5 separate regions of the Mus musculus genome follow, and regions 2, 3, 4 and 5 are each linked to region 1. A link is a contact called in public Hi-C, HiChIP or PLAC-seq and promoter capture Hi-C data. All regions are on one chromosome and are shown on one strand. Each heading gives the region's core, a stretch centred on a gene start, on an enhancer-like site or on the middle of the called end of the contact. The rest is flanking DNA. Distances are from core to core; before and after follow the strand shown.

What was found. Promoter capture Hi-C pulls out the DNA fragments that hold promoters and counts their contacts. Hi-C and Micro-C count contacts between places; a contact is called where the count stands out from the background. HiChIP or PLAC-seq counts read pairs in DNA pulled down with a chosen protein or histone mark.
Region 2: a contact with region 1 is called in a promoter capture Hi-C map of neutrophils, with 3 times the contacts expected there. The contact joins the promoter of 5830454E08Rik here to the promoter of Wdr48 in region 1. A contact is called at or near these places in 3 of 39 promoter capture datasets (liver, neutrophils and pre-B cells) and 2 of 484 Hi-C or Micro-C datasets (CD8 T cells and regulatory T cells).
Region 3: a contact with region 1 is called in a promoter capture Hi-C map of embryonic stem cells, with 3 times the contacts expected there. The contact joins the promoter of Dlec1 here to the promoter of Wdr48 in region 1. A contact is called at or near these places in 5 of 39 promoter capture datasets (the 3T3-L1 cell line, embryonic stem cells, hippocampal neurons and 1 more), 3 of 484 Hi-C or Micro-C datasets (the G1E-ER4 cell line and cortical neurons) and 1 of 115 datasets of contacts at active chromatin or transcription factors (astrocytes).
Region 4: a FOXA1 HiChIP or PLAC-seq map of pancreatic cancer cells shows a contact between it and region 1. The contact joins the enhancer-like site here to the promoter of Wdr48 in region 1. A contact is called at or near these places in 4 of 39 promoter capture datasets (the HPC-7 cell line, cranial neural crest, embryonic stem cells and 1 more), 1 of 484 Hi-C or Micro-C datasets (cortical neurons) and 1 of 115 datasets of contacts at active chromatin or transcription factors (pancreatic cancer cells).
Region 5: a Hi-C map of cortical neurons shows a contact between it and region 1, with 8 times the contacts expected there. The contact joins the promoter of Ctdspl here to the promoter of Wdr48 in region 1. A contact is called at or near these places in 1 of 39 promoter capture datasets (hippocampal neurons), 5 of 484 Hi-C or Micro-C datasets (cortical neurons, embryonic stem cells and frontal cortex) and 1 of 115 datasets of contacts at active chromatin or transcription factors (forebrain).

Annotation. Positions count from the first base shown.
Region 1 is chr9:119,893,577-119,896,276 of GRCm38.p6, reverse strand. It overlaps Wdr48 (WD repeat domain 48), which reads right to left and starts at 1,382. Exons shown (of 19, transcript NM_026236.3): 1 at 1,320-1,382. The coding sequence starts at 1,367. Gm2449 (a long non-coding RNA gene) reads left to right here and starts at 1,365. Exons shown (of 7, transcript XR_871350.2): 1 at 1,365-1,451; 2 at 2,630-2,700.
Region 2 is chr9:120,575,951-120,578,650 of GRCm38.p6, reverse strand. 5830454E08Rik (RIKEN cDNA 5830454E08 gene) reads right to left here and starts at 1,320. Exons shown (of 1, transcript NR_073359.1): 1 at 578-1,320.
Region 3 is chr9:119,101,136-119,103,835 of GRCm38.p6, reverse strand. Dlec1 (deleted in lung and esophageal cancer 1) reads right to left here and starts at 1,327. Exons shown (of 37, transcript NM_177117.5): 1 at 911-1,327. The coding sequence starts at 1,321.
Region 4 is chr9:119,164,429-119,167,128 of GRCm38.p6, reverse strand. No RefSeq gene overlaps it. Among named protein-coding and RNA genes, the nearest start is that of Acaa1b, 8.7 kb to the right of the region's middle. Within about 2 kb of position 1,353, at least 39 of the 459 cell types and tissues checked have an H3K27ac peak or open chromatin away from gene starts, as enhancers often do. A contact at or near this core is called in pancreatic cancer cells, where this site is marked.
Region 5 is chr9:118,925,167-118,927,866 of GRCm38.p6, reverse strand. It overlaps Ctdspl (CTD (carboxy-terminal domain, RNA polymerase II, polypeptide A) small phosphatase-like), which reads right to left and starts at 1,331. Exons shown (of 8, transcript NM_133710.3): 1 at 927-1,331. The coding sequence starts at 1,005.

The DNA.
Region 1 (2,700 bases), core at 133-2,632:
TAGACAGCCATCAAGCTTCAGGGACACTCCATTTTCTGCCTCCCTAGAGCTGAGATTTCAAGTGCCAACCCACATGCCAGGCGTCTTTTCAAGTGAGGGGATAGAGATGTTTACGTGGACGCAGATATTCAGATCCTCATGTTTGTGCTACAGGCCTTCCACCAGACTGACCATCTCCCAGTCAGCCCAATTCTAACCATTAAACAACCATTAGTGAGCACACAGGGCCAACAAATGGAAGTCAGTACTATAAAGAGGACACTCATTCAGAAAATGCCACAGCTTTCCAGCCTTATGCTGGGGTTACTCACCTTTGGCCCTCCCTTCTGAACACTGAGTTCAATCCGTGGAGTGTTTACTGACTGCTAAACCCTTTTAGTCTCTTCTCCTCTGTGCGGCAAGTCTATGCACTCAGTCCACTTTAATGACTGAATGCATTTTTTTTTTTAAGGCAGTGTGTCTCGTGTAGCCCAGACTGATTGATCTCAAACTTGGTAGGTACTGGAGGATGACCTTGAATTTCCGATTCCCCTGTCGTCACCACAGAAACACACACACACAAGCAGCGCTAGAAGTACAGGCGGGTACCAAGCATGCCTGGTTTTATGTGGAGCAGGGGGTTTGAACCTTGCTCAGGACAGGAAGGGCTCTGCTAAACGAGCTTTATCCCCAGCACACAAGGCAGCAAGCAAAACTCAAACGTACACCAAACCAACGTGATTTGGGGAAACCCAAAGCACCCACGGTGCGGGTCAGCGAGCTCATCACTGGAGATTCCGACGTTAGGGAGATGAGGACTAAAAAGGAAGCCCGGAAGATGCATAGTGAGGACGGTGGAGGGCGGAGGCAAAGCCCATCGCTAAGGAAGGGACACTGTCATTTCCTCCAGCACAGCGCTCCCACGTGCGACCCGGACCCGCCACGCCCCCGCAAGGCCCCTCGCTTCCCGGCCTCACCCACCCGCGGGCGCCGCGAGGCCTCCGCCGCCGGGTCGCGGCTGTTCCGGAGGAAGGCGGCCGAGAGCAGAGGCAGGTGAGCGGGCAGCAGGCCCATGGCGCCGCCGCAGGCCCGGTGTCCCGGGACGGCGGTTCGCCGGGACGGCGGTTCCCCGCGACCGCTCGCGAGGCCCGCGCGCCCAGTCCGCCCGCCGCCACCTCAGGCCGTTGGCGCCCCGGCCCCACCCCTCGCGCCGCTGCGCCCCGCCCCGCCATCCTCCGGCTGTCGAACCCGGCCAGCCGCGGCCCGAGGCATCCGCCCGCCCGCGGGGGTACCAGAGCCGACGGCAGTGTCGCCAAGGCCGCGGAGCCGGGCCGCCATACCTGCACTTTCCTCCGCCCGGCTGTGTTCTGCCGGTGATGGGCCGCCATCTTGCATGTTGACACTCCGACGTCACTTCCGGGAGAGTTGAAGCGCCAGCGGATGTCCCGCCCTACTCTGTGGTTGGGTAGAAGGTAGGTAGGGCGTAGGCTTTCCGGGCTGGTTGCGAGGGGAGGCGCTGGCGGAGAAATAGCAGCGTGTGGGCGGGAACGCTCTTGGAACCAGGGCTTGGGGGCCCGTACTGGTCTACCTCTGTGCAGCTAAGCCCCAGGGCCGTCCCAGCGCCTGCATGCAGAGAGAAAGCGCTCAAGAGAGTCGTGCTTAAGTCGTGCCCCAGCCACTTAAGCCAGTGCTTAGCAACTGGACCACGTCTCTAACTCCATATTTATAGGTTTTAAAAATAATAATAATAAAATGTTGTTGTCATTTAGTTATTTTGAGGCATGGTCTCGCTGTGTAGTCCTGGCTGTTCTCAAACACCAGCGGAGAGGACAACTTGTGGTAGTCTTCTTCTTCCACTATGTGGGCCTTGAGATTCTAACTCAGGCTTGGCAGTAGGCACCTTTATCCAGTGATTCATCTCACCAGCCCCCTCAGGATCTTACCCAGACTCTCAGAATTACAGACGTGTGCCTGTACAGCTATAATATGGATCTTAGGATGTTAAGTGAGATAATGTTCGCATAGGCCCTGCTAACTTGACAATATATTTTAAATGATCGTTTTGGCAAAAACATGACCAAAGTACTATAACCCCTATGGAAACCCACTACCTTTATAAACTAATTAAAAAATACAAAGGGGCTGGAGAGATGGCTGAGAAGTTGAGAGCACTTGCAGAGGACCTGGGTTTGGTTCCCAGCATTCACCTGGGAGTTCATGAGCTGCAATAAACTCCAGTCCCACACGCCCCCTTTCGGACGCAGGTAGAACACTCTCCCAAAATAGAAGTAAATCTAAAATACAGAATTTCAAAGAGATACACTTGCATGGATGGAAAATGATTCCCCCCAAAAGACATGCATTATTAGATGAAAATCTCAATGCCAGGCATGGGATAGCTTTCTATGACATGGTCAGGGAAGACCCAGAAGCCCCTAAAACAATACAGGCTATAGCTGTTGCACTTGGTTGCCCACCGAAACTAAGTAGTAAGACACTATTGCTGGAGACACTGTATACTTTGGTAGCTGGACACAGAGACATCAAAGTGCACTGACCCAAAAACTTGTCAGTGATGACTCTGTGATGACTGGCTTCTCTGTGATGACTCTGTGATGACTGGCTTCTCTGTGATGACTGGCTTTCATAGGTGCTGTGAATCCTGCCAGGGAAAAAGAAGCATCCGTGATAAACCAGCCGACCACCTTGCCAGGCAAGATG
Region 2 (2,700 bases), core at 71-2,570, 680 kb before region 1:
CTCTCTTCAAAGAGTTTGCGTGTTCTGGCTTCCTAGAAAGAACATCTTTATAACTATGGGTCTGACCCCAATGGAGTCACAGAACTAAATGTGAGTCACAAAAGCAACAGCAAACATCTTCTGAGTTTAGTGACCAAAAAACTGATTTAAATCAAGTGCGTAACAAGTCCAAGGTTTTTCCACCCGTGTGGTAACGAGGCCACCTCAGGTGTAAACATGGTGTGTGTGTTCGCATGACAAGAGTTCAAAAAAGAAGACTCAACTCTCAAAAGTGTCTGTGGAAGGCACTCACAAGCCTCAGGTCACAGCAAACCTCGTTCTCAGCCCCTCCCCTCCTCCAGAAGGTTCAGTGAGTAAAGTTACTTGCTGCATAGCCTGACTACCTGGGTTCCATCTCTTGAACCCACACGGTGGAAGAGTTGATGCTTGAAGGTAGTCATGTGACCTCCACACACCCTCTGTGGCACACACGTCTGTATACACACACAAATAAGTGTATGGGAAGTGAAAGAAAATTCGCACACTGAATACTGGTCTCTTGACAATACGACCACAATGAATGAAGCAAACTCTTCAACACGTTTTAGTTTGTTTTAATGGATGAATGTGGTCAATGTCCGCCACACAAACTCAGGTACTCCCAGAGATCCCTGGAAGAACCTGGAGTGATAGGAGGTTGTGAAATACTCCGCAGGGACTCTGGGAACCAAACTTTGTTCCTCTGGAAGAGCAGAAGGTACTCCAACACAAGGTGTAACCCAGGCTGGCCTCAACTCCTGATATTCCTGCTTCTGCCTCTTCAGCATATCCTACTAGCAACGGACACCAGAACCAGCTCAATAATGAACTTCCTAACTTCAGCAGGTGACTCTCGTTTGCAGACACTCACGGGATGTTCTGGCATGGTTCTCCTTTCTTCCACTAGCATCTGCAACGTAAGCCTCACCACTCCCAATATAGCCTCCTGTGGTGCGTGGGTTCCGTATCTCCCACTGTGACACCCCAACCTCCTCGGACATCCCCATCCAAAGTCTTCCTGCCTCCCACGCAGGTCTCCACTCTGCAGACTGCGCGCTTACAAGGCACGAGTGTCTGACGGCGAGGGGACAGAAATGATGCTCCGCGCCCCGGGGACGCCTCCTGGGGCCCAATGCGTCCCTGGGCACGGAGGGGGGGGCAACATCGGATTGTCCACTCGTGGCAGGCTGGGAACGCTGAAGGAAGGTTGCACTTCTGACCCAGCACCGGGCGCAGTAAGTCAACGTCCGACTCGCCCGAACTATCTACAGGGCCAAGCCCCGACCCGGAAGCGCGAGCGCACTCCGGCCGCTCTAGGAGTTCCGGAGGCCTCATCTCGGTGATAACACCGCCCCACCACTTGTCGGTCCAGCGGAGTAGGAGGGGTTTGATGTGGCTCAGGGCGCCTGCGCACTTGCGCAGACTCCCGCGCATCTGCTCTGAAGATCTGAGAGGTGCGCTTTGAGACGTTTGGGTGCGTGCGCATCTGGGCAGCAGGTGGTAAGCGTTGCCCGCTCCGGGCAGAAATTATACAAATTCGCTTGAGCGATCTCTCTGGTACCAATTTTAAATAGCAACATTGATTGGGGAAAAAAAAAAAATCACACCCCCACAAATAAAGATTGGACATCAGTGTGCAGTTTCTCATGCTGATACGGCCGGAAAATTAGCTTAGCCGGTCACTTCTCAGCACCAGGTGGCTCAACTGAGCACCAGAAATCTAACGGCCTCTTCTGGACTGCCTGACCCTGCACTCACAGCATATACCCACAAAGACACAAATCATCCTGAAAAGTATTTTCATAGACTCAGCAGTTAATAACACCTGTTGCTCTTGCAAAGGGCCAAGACTCAATTCTAACAGCCATATGGTGGCTCACAATCCTATTCTAAGGGACCCAACATTCTCAGACACCACAATGAGGCACAGACCTAATATGCTGGCAAAACTCATTTGCATAAAACCCCAAACTTTAAAATGGTAAAGCAGTAAAAATGATAAGGTAGGAAAAGCTTATTTCTTACTGGACACGATGGTACTTATCTGTAATGCTAGCACTACAAAGGCCTAGACAGGAACCAGAAGCCCTACCTCAGACAATGTTCAAGGTGTGTGGTGGTTGATGGCCTATGCTGGAGGCTAAAGCATGAAGTCCCCTGGAGGCGGACAATGGTGGTGCACGCCTTTAATCACAGCACTTGGGAGGCAGAGGCAGGCAGATTTCTGAGTTGAGGCCAGCCTGTTCTACAAAGTGAGTTCCAGGACAGCAAGGGCTATACAGAGAAACCCTGTCTCGAAAACAAAAGACAGACAGACAGACAGACAGACAGGCAGAAAGAAAGAAAGGAAGAAAGAAAGAAGAAAGTCAGTCAGGCCCCTGGAGCTCAGAAGCCAGAAAAGCAAAGTGAGACCTTGTTTCCTGAAAGTTATCAAGTCCACAGCAGTCCCAACGCTAAGAAATCCTTCATAAATACCCCTGAAAACCAATCACCAAATACCTCACTGAAGTAACCATGCTTTTGAAACTGCTGGCTCCCAGGCACTGTTGTCCTTGATTTCAGTCCCCTCCTCCCCTGTCCCCTTACCTCAGGCTATACCAGTAAAGCCAGTTCCAGGTGCTAAGTTCTTAACCACCAGCATTTCAGTGCAAAAGGACTTGGCCCTCCTGCCAGCAGCCAACC
Region 3 (2,700 bases), core at 78-2,577, 790 kb after region 1:
TTTCACAACAATTGAGATCCATAACCATCAAAAGACTGAAAATAAGGTGCCACTGAGTCCTGAGGCATCAGTGGGAGTCCTGCATTCCTCCCTCTGAGGCTCAGGGAACATTAGGTGGGGGAAAGCCCGAGGAAAGGTGGAGTAAGGTGGAACGGTGTTTTCTGGAAACAATTTGCTTACTGCGAGCTTGATCTCATTCTGCCATGATTACCTGCCCAAGACAGGGTCTGCCAATATCCTGCCACCGAGGAGAAGGGCTTAACACTTTGTGTGTGGGGTGGGGGTGGGAAGCATAGCTTACCAGCAAGCATTTTTACCTGCTGAGCCATCTTACCAACTCCTATATTTTCTTTTTCACAGTTTTGTTTGTTTTGCCTTGGTGGAGGTTGAGGGTTTTGTGTTACCCTTGCCAGGCAAGCACTCAACACTGAGGTGTACCCCACTCCCGAAGTATTCATGGCTACTGAATCCTCACTGCCTAGCATTGAGCATGGCACACAGTAGTCATGTGTTAGAAAGGAATGAATGATGCTAGGTTATGTCGTTTAAAGAGAGAGTAAAGGACAGAAAGGCGTGACAAAGAATAAGGAAAGATCCGACGGGCAGATACAGGGGAGAGTTGGGAAGGGAGTCTTCGACCGCAGGTCACAAAGAGGCAGGATCATTACACTTGACCCCAGTGCAAAAGAGGAAACCACGCTGCTGACCCAGAAATGTGGGCAAAAATGCCTAACCATGATTGGATCTGTCTGCACCAGTTGTTTCGTTTATATTTGCAACATATAATGTGCTTGTGCGCAGAGAAAGGCGCTGGAGATGTCATTTATATGCGTATGTATCAAGTTTGGATAGGGTTCTTCACTTTGGCGCGGCTGCATCCGGACCGTAAACCGGGATGCACCCACTATACCTGCTGCAGCTGGTCAAGGAACTCTTCGTGGCGCGCATCCTCACTGCCGCGGGCCTTGATCAAACTGTCGCTCAAGTCATCTCCGATCACCTGGGCGGTGTACAAGTTTCGGAAGACTCGGGCAAGCAGATGTGAGATTTCCTGCGTGCGCAACGAGGCGGGGCGTAGACGCAGCGTCTGCGGCTCCGGGAGTGGAGGGAGCGCGTGGAACCCGGCGCGGAGGGACCGCGTAGGGAAGCCGAAATGGCAATCATCCATTAAGACGGTCGAGGAATGCAAGGACTTCCTGATGGACCAGCTGAGACTGGCGGACTCGAGCTGGTGTGGGACAGACAAAAACTGGGTCTCCAAGGACGACATAACGGCCGAGGAAGCTGTGCATTGCTGCTCTTCCTTGCTCTCGGAATCCATGGCAACAGAGACGCTGCAGACTCCGGGTCCCACTTCTTCTTCCGGCTCCGCCTCTTCCGTCTAGCTTTTCCTTTAGAAGAGCGTCACCACTGTCGTCATCTAAAAGTTTGCATTCCTAACGTCCAGCTAGGTAATCTAGCTTAGCTCAGACTCACCATTCCACCCCCGCCTCCTCCTTAGCCTCCCGAGGGCTGGACATAGGCGAACGTCACTGTGAGAACTAGCGTCTCTTCTATATTTTCTTTGTAAAACTTTATTTTTATTTTGTGTGTCTCTCTGTGTGTATATATGTGCCGTTGCCCGTGGAGGCCAGAAGAGGGGGTCGGATCTCTGGGAGCTGCTAGGCAATTGTAAGCCACCTGACATGGGTTCTGGGAACTAACCCGCTGGTCCCCTGGTTCTTAATGGCTGAGCCATTTCTTCAGCCCCAGCATCACCCTTTTCAGAGACGGGCTTATTATGAAGTTTGATGGAAAAAAAGATTCACTGTTGTGCTGGTCTGACTGCATACAAAGCCGTGTTTCTTACTACCCAAGTGCCGCCATCCCTATTTTAATTTGCTCAGACTGTTCTTCACATATATTGTTGTTTGGTTGGTTTTGTTTTAAACAATCCCTTGTTTTTGCTTTTACTTTGACACAGCGTCTCACTCTGAAGCTCTCAGGCTGGGTTGGAGGTCACTTTTGAGACCTGGGCTGTGACTCTCCAGGAATCCTCCAGCCCTTCACTGGCAGCATTAAGTACCAAGCAATCAGCAAGTACAGACGGCCACTGTTGGTGAGCCGTTCTATGCCCTCCTCTGTACTGTGCACTTGTTGTTCTGGTTCCTTTCCTCTAGAGAACCCAGCCAATAGAGGGTGTGAGGCTGAGCCGCACACCTTAATCCCAGCGCTCAATGGGCAGAGGCTAGCAGATCTCTAAGTGTGAGTCCAGCCTGCTCTACAAAGCAAGTTCCATGCCAGCCAGGATTATTTAGTGAGACCCTTTCTCAAAAGCAAAATAAAATAAAATAAAAAGGGGGGCGCTGGAGAGATGGCCCAGTGGTTATAAGCACTGAGGTCCTGAGTTCAATTCCCAGCAACTACATGGTGACTCACAACCATCTGTAATGGGATCTGATGCCATCTTCTAGTGTGTCTGAAGACAGTGACAGTGTACTCACATACATACAATAAATATTTTTAAAAATAAAAAGATTAATTTTTCTTTTATGTGTATGGGTGTTTTGCCTATATGTATGTATGTGCACCATGCTGTCAGCTCTGTACCTCCAGATACCCTTGCCTAGGTAACACAGATGCCAAAATAGTCACTTTCTACTTAGGTGTGAGTTTGCTCGCCTTACAGCCCTGAACCCACTTCCTGAGTCGAGTCCCAGG
Region 4 (2,700 bases), core at 104-2,603, 730 kb after region 1:
GACAAGGAAGTAAGGAGGGATATGGGCAGGGACAGCAAACCTGAAAAACCATATGAGTCCCATGACTGAAGAAGTGAAGGAAAATGAGATTTTGTAACTTGTGATTCACGTAAAAGAGTTGTCCATGAGCCCAGATGCCAGGGCAGGGCTCTTGACTGTAAAGATGAAAAAGAATGCAAGGATGCAGGCAAGGCTATCTTGTCTGAGTCGACACCATCTGGCCGGAACCTCCCCTCTGTCTATTGCCCCTTGGCGCTGGGTAAAGTCATACATCAACTGGTTGCTATGTGAACAAGATAAGCCCCTCACCCCCATAAAAACCCCTAGCTTTTGAGCCTCAAGGCCGACATCCGTTATCTCCTGTGTGAGATGCATGTTGGTCCGGAGCTCCATCATTAAACGACCTCATGTAATTACAGCAAGATGGGTCCTCGTGTTTCTTTGGGTGCTCTCTCACTCCTGAGACTAGAGTGGGGGTCCCCGAAAGGGGGTCTTACAGAAGCTTCCTAAAACAGATACCTACGTAAAAGTAGACATTTTACATCACCAAATAAACCCTCCAGTGCCAGGAACTGGCTACCTCTTGTGAGTTGTTGGCCAAAGAAGTACCATGAAACCCCCCAAATATCACAGGCTAGTGACAAAGCAATGCCTTGCTCTTCATAACCTGATGGATTAGAAGATCCTATTGCTGAAGACAAGACTTGCTTAGTCATTGAACATAGACTGGCAGGTGCCATTAAGTCTTCCAGTGACTCTCACAGTTCAGGATACACACCCAAACAGCCAGCTCTGGTTGTCTGTTTCCCCCATAGGCAGGACAGAGATGTCCCTTTAACTCAAGAACAGAGCTGACATCAAAGAGAGACCTGGATAGAATAGACAAGGAAGTGGGGTGGCTCGCAGGCTAAGTGGCCAGGATAGAGGATAGTTAACAGCGCTTTCTGGTTTGAGAGTCCTCTGACACTATCACCACATGGAAAGCCCCATAGCTATGACCTCACGGTCCTTCCAACTAGCCACAGATCTGAGTCACCTGACCCTTTATAGGTGAGCACACCAACATCCTAAGAAGTGAGAAAGCTGTAGGGTCCCAGTTTGGACCTCAAATTGGCAGTCTGGTCCCAGAGACTCAAAGAGGAGCCCCCATATGTAAGCTGAAATCTCAAAGGTGAAGGATGAGCAAGTTGGGGTGTTTGCATCCTTGAGGAACAAGAATTAGAGTCTATGTCAACAGTCTATAGCCTTTGAGTGATCCATAGAATCCCGGCCCTTCGGATACCTCAAGTCACCACACCTGCTGTCCTCAAGTAAAACAGACACACAATAGGCAGCCACGGGCAGACTGGCGGTGGCTCTTGGCTATCCCAGTCCCTGTATGTGGACTTTGGCTGCCTTCTGAACTGGGACATAGGCGATTCCACCGCAGAGCAGTCAAAGTCTGGCTGTAGGCCAACAGTACCTCCTGACAAGGAACAGAAAAGGTTTAAGAGGCAAGAGGCACCCATCAACACCTGATCTGCTAGGCCCAGAACCTTCCAGTGTCTTCCTCAGCTGCCCTCCAGCTCCAGATATCCCTGACTTGGGACCTAGCCCTTTTAAGGCACTGTCAAGTTCAGAGCTAGGGATATGTCCAGGCTTTCTTAAGAACCTTAGAACCTCTGTGACTGGACGTCTCAAGGTGGCTGCCATGTGCAGTGGGGCCAGCATGGGTGGAGAAGCAGAAAGTAGGCAGACAAGCTGGAAGAGGGAAAGCGAGGTGAGAAGCACGGAGAAGAACTAGAAAGTGAGTCTGGGAAAGAGCAGAGGAGACCTTGGGCCCCTGGCTAAGTCTGACTCTCTCCCAGTTCCCAAAGCTTGTACTTCCTGCCTGTTCTAACAGAGTTGCTACTGTTCCTGACCCATGCGGCAGAAAGACCAGCTCTTCAGTCTATGTGTGGAGGTAGAAGACCTACTGCGTCGTCTTCATCTTGGCAGAGCCAGGATGAGCAGGTTTTCCTGGCTCCCTTCTTCATGTGTTGCCCTGTCCCCCAGAGGTCTAGAAATGCAACGATTGCATAACAAGCCAAGGGAGAAGCCCAGCTCAGTGTGGTTGTTTACGTGTTACATGAGTCAGAGTCCACACTGTCACCAGGAAAGCAATAGGTTCACCTCAGTCGAAAAGTCAGGCCACAAAGAACCTTTGTGCTAGTCCCAAAGCCCCCGGTTGTGGGCCTGGAAACACATCCTCCTCTAAGTAGGGGAAAGGCTGAGGCACAGGAGCAGTGGACGGAGCACTGTACTAAGGTCACAATGGACAGATACCCCGCCAGCCAGAAGCATAGACGGGGTCAGAAATGGGGCTATCTGCACAAAGATGGCCCTGGTCCAAGGCTGGGTTCTATCACTCGGGGACAGGAAAGCCCTTTATTTAATCCCCCATCTTACAGCTGTAATGGCCCAGGACACATTCTAGATGTCCCCTTAGTTCAAGTCGAGGCAGGCTCAAAGACTGTGGAGGCCCAACATGGGAGCGGCCACACAGCGGCTTTGCTGTATCTTCTCCATCTCTCTTGCCCAGACGCCCTGTCCATGTAAACCCGCTTAGACTGACAAGTAGCCTGTTCTTCCATGTGACAGGGGAGACTCCAGGTAATTAAAGAACAGGAAGCTGGGTAGGTAGGGAGGGTCTGAAAGGAGCCGGGGGAGGGAATGAATATG
Region 5 (2,700 bases), core at 82-2,581, 970 kb after region 1:
GCATTGCCTGGTTAGCCCCTGACCAACTACCCCAAAGGGGACAGCTCTAACGCACTAAGCCACTAAGCGTTTGCCAAGTGCTGCGTAGAGCTCCCCCCACCCACAAGAGGCCGGAGATGCCAGGCGGTGGAGTTCCTGACAGGCTGGTTGGTGGCTGGGAGACAAGCTAAAAAGGAAGTGTGCATATGTGCTTGTGTGTATGTGTGTGTGGTGTTGTGGGGACGGCGCTGCTCCTCGCCTCTCTCCTCCACTTGCACAACCAACTAAATATTTTCAAGACATGGCCTCTCTGTGTTATGCACAAACAGGCACAAGCATGTGTGCACTTGTGTACACAGGATCTTGGTCAAAGCCAGATATGCACATACACCCAAACAGCAAAGAGACACAGTACATTCTGACAGTAGGATAGCGTAGGCATACATTCATACACTCTCTCTCTCTCACACAACTCCATCAGGAGTGAACACACACACACACAAGGTCCACACGCTCAGGCTCTGCACACCGATCACCACCTCTCAGTCAGAGGCATACAGACCTCCACATTAAGTCCACAAACTCACAGCCTGTCAGGAACACACACAATCTGCTAAAAGCATTCACGCCCTTATAATCTCTCAGTTGGCCTGCGCGTACACATAGGTGTGCACACAACCTGTCTCACGCACTGCATGCACACTTAAAACAGCTCTGTGCAGTGCACACATCCGATCCCAACTTCTCAGCCGCTCATGCACACTCACACGAGCTCAGCTGGCACAGGCACCCTCCCAGCCTCCCTCTGCTCCAGGCGCACCCCACACCCACGCACCCTCCTGGCCCGGTACACCCCTCCCCCACGCCCGTGCGGGCGCACACCGAGAACTCCGGCGACGCCGGGTGCACTCACGCCCCCCGCGGCAGCTGCCCGTGCCCCTCCTCACCTTTTTCGCCCGCGACGGGCGACCGGGCCTCATCCTCCTTGGGGTTGGTCACCTGGGTGATGATGGCCGGACCGTCCATGGGTGCGCGCCGCGCCGGCCGCCCGCAGGCCCGGCCCCCCGCAGGCTAGGCGCGGGGGGCGCGCGGGGGCGCGGCGTAGGGGGCGCGCAGGGGCGCGGCGCGGTGGGGCGCTCGCCGCCGCCCGGCCCCGCGCTCCGAGAGAGGCGGCCGGGGCCCGCGCCCCAGCTCCCGCCGTCGCCGCCGCCGCTGGGCTGAAGCGGCCGCCGCCTCGTCAGCATGAACCCCGGAGCCGCGCCCGGGAGAGCCGCGCTCGGGGAGGCGGAGCGGGAGGCCCGGCGCCGCGGGAAGCGCGAGCAGGCGACGGAGAGAAGGAGCGAGCGCGGAGCTAGGGCGGGAGGGCGGGAGAGAGGGAGCGCGAGGGGGAGGGAAGGAGGAAAGCGAGGAGGGCGGGCGGGTGGGTGTGTCCCGGCCCGAGGACTGGCCTCCACCGCCGCCGGCGCTGCCCGCCCGCCCGCCGTCCGCCGCCCGCCGGGGAGAGGGGTGCGGGGCCGAGTCGGGGGGCACAGCGTGCGGGGTGTGGTCTGGGGCGGTGGCGCGCGCGTGCGGGGCACAGAGGGCCTCGGGGTAGGTGGGAGGGTGCGGCGGAGCCTGGGAGATAGAGCAAGCTCAGCGATCGAGGTGTGGGCCGCGCGGCGCGGAATGGAAGCGCGGGGAGTGCTCGGCGGAAGCCCGGGGTGCAGCGGGATCGCCGGCTGAGGCCCGGGGAGGTTTATTCACCCCGAGTCCAGGTACCGTGGGAGAAGATTGCAGTCGGTAGTGGGTTCCGGGTGAGGGACGTCCTGACGCTCAAACTGGGAATGGAGGGTTCCGCAGGGGAGCAGGGAGCGAGGCTGCATCGGGGTTCGGGCATAGAGTTGGGGTAATGTAGAGCTAGGCTGTGAGGTGAGCCATAGGGGATGCTGGGCCTGGGGGTGAGGAGGCGATGAGAGGTGCGCGGAGAGTCTGCAGACCGGGCTCACACTGTGTAGTCCGCATAAGCAGCCCGGGCGAGAGTCGGTGTGCAGAACAGTGCGTCCTCGAGGCTAGACCTCTTGGCACATGAGACTGTGGGCACCTCGGCGAGGGGTTCAGCCACTTAAAGACAGAAAAGAGGCTGTAGGTGGCTGATGGAGTGGAAAGGGGCCTGTAGGAGCAGAGCTGGGCCAGGACTCGAGTACATGAGCATCGGGCTGCTGTCAGGTCTGGGGTGACAGCCAAAGCTGGGTGTGAGCAGGTGCCCATCAGCTTCGGAGGGTCTGAGCATTTCGGCACCCGCACGCACCTTCTTGCTCCAACTTGCAGGCCCCACTTGCAGCCCTGTCAACCGGTGGGCGGGGGCAGTGCTGAAGGGGGCGGGCCGCGGGCGCTCGCGCGCGCTCCTCACCAATTACCGCTGTGTGGGCGGAGCTGAAGCTCGTGACTGACAGACGGGCTGGAGAAGACAATCTAACTCCGCCCATTCGCCAGTTTGCGCGCGCACTTGCCCCCTACTCCCCTACCCGCCTCTCCCCGGGTGGCTTTCAAGAGGGGAGGCCTGCTGGGACTTCCTTACTTTTCCACGCCGGTGCGATCCCGGCGCTGGCACCATTCAAGCCGCGTGTTCACCGATGAGCGTCTACAAAGTTGGAAAGAAACTTCCAGAAGCGCCTCTGGTAGACGCGAGCCCGCAGACGGGTGAAATCTATGGAGCCTCACTGTTGGAGACTGCCCCCCCCC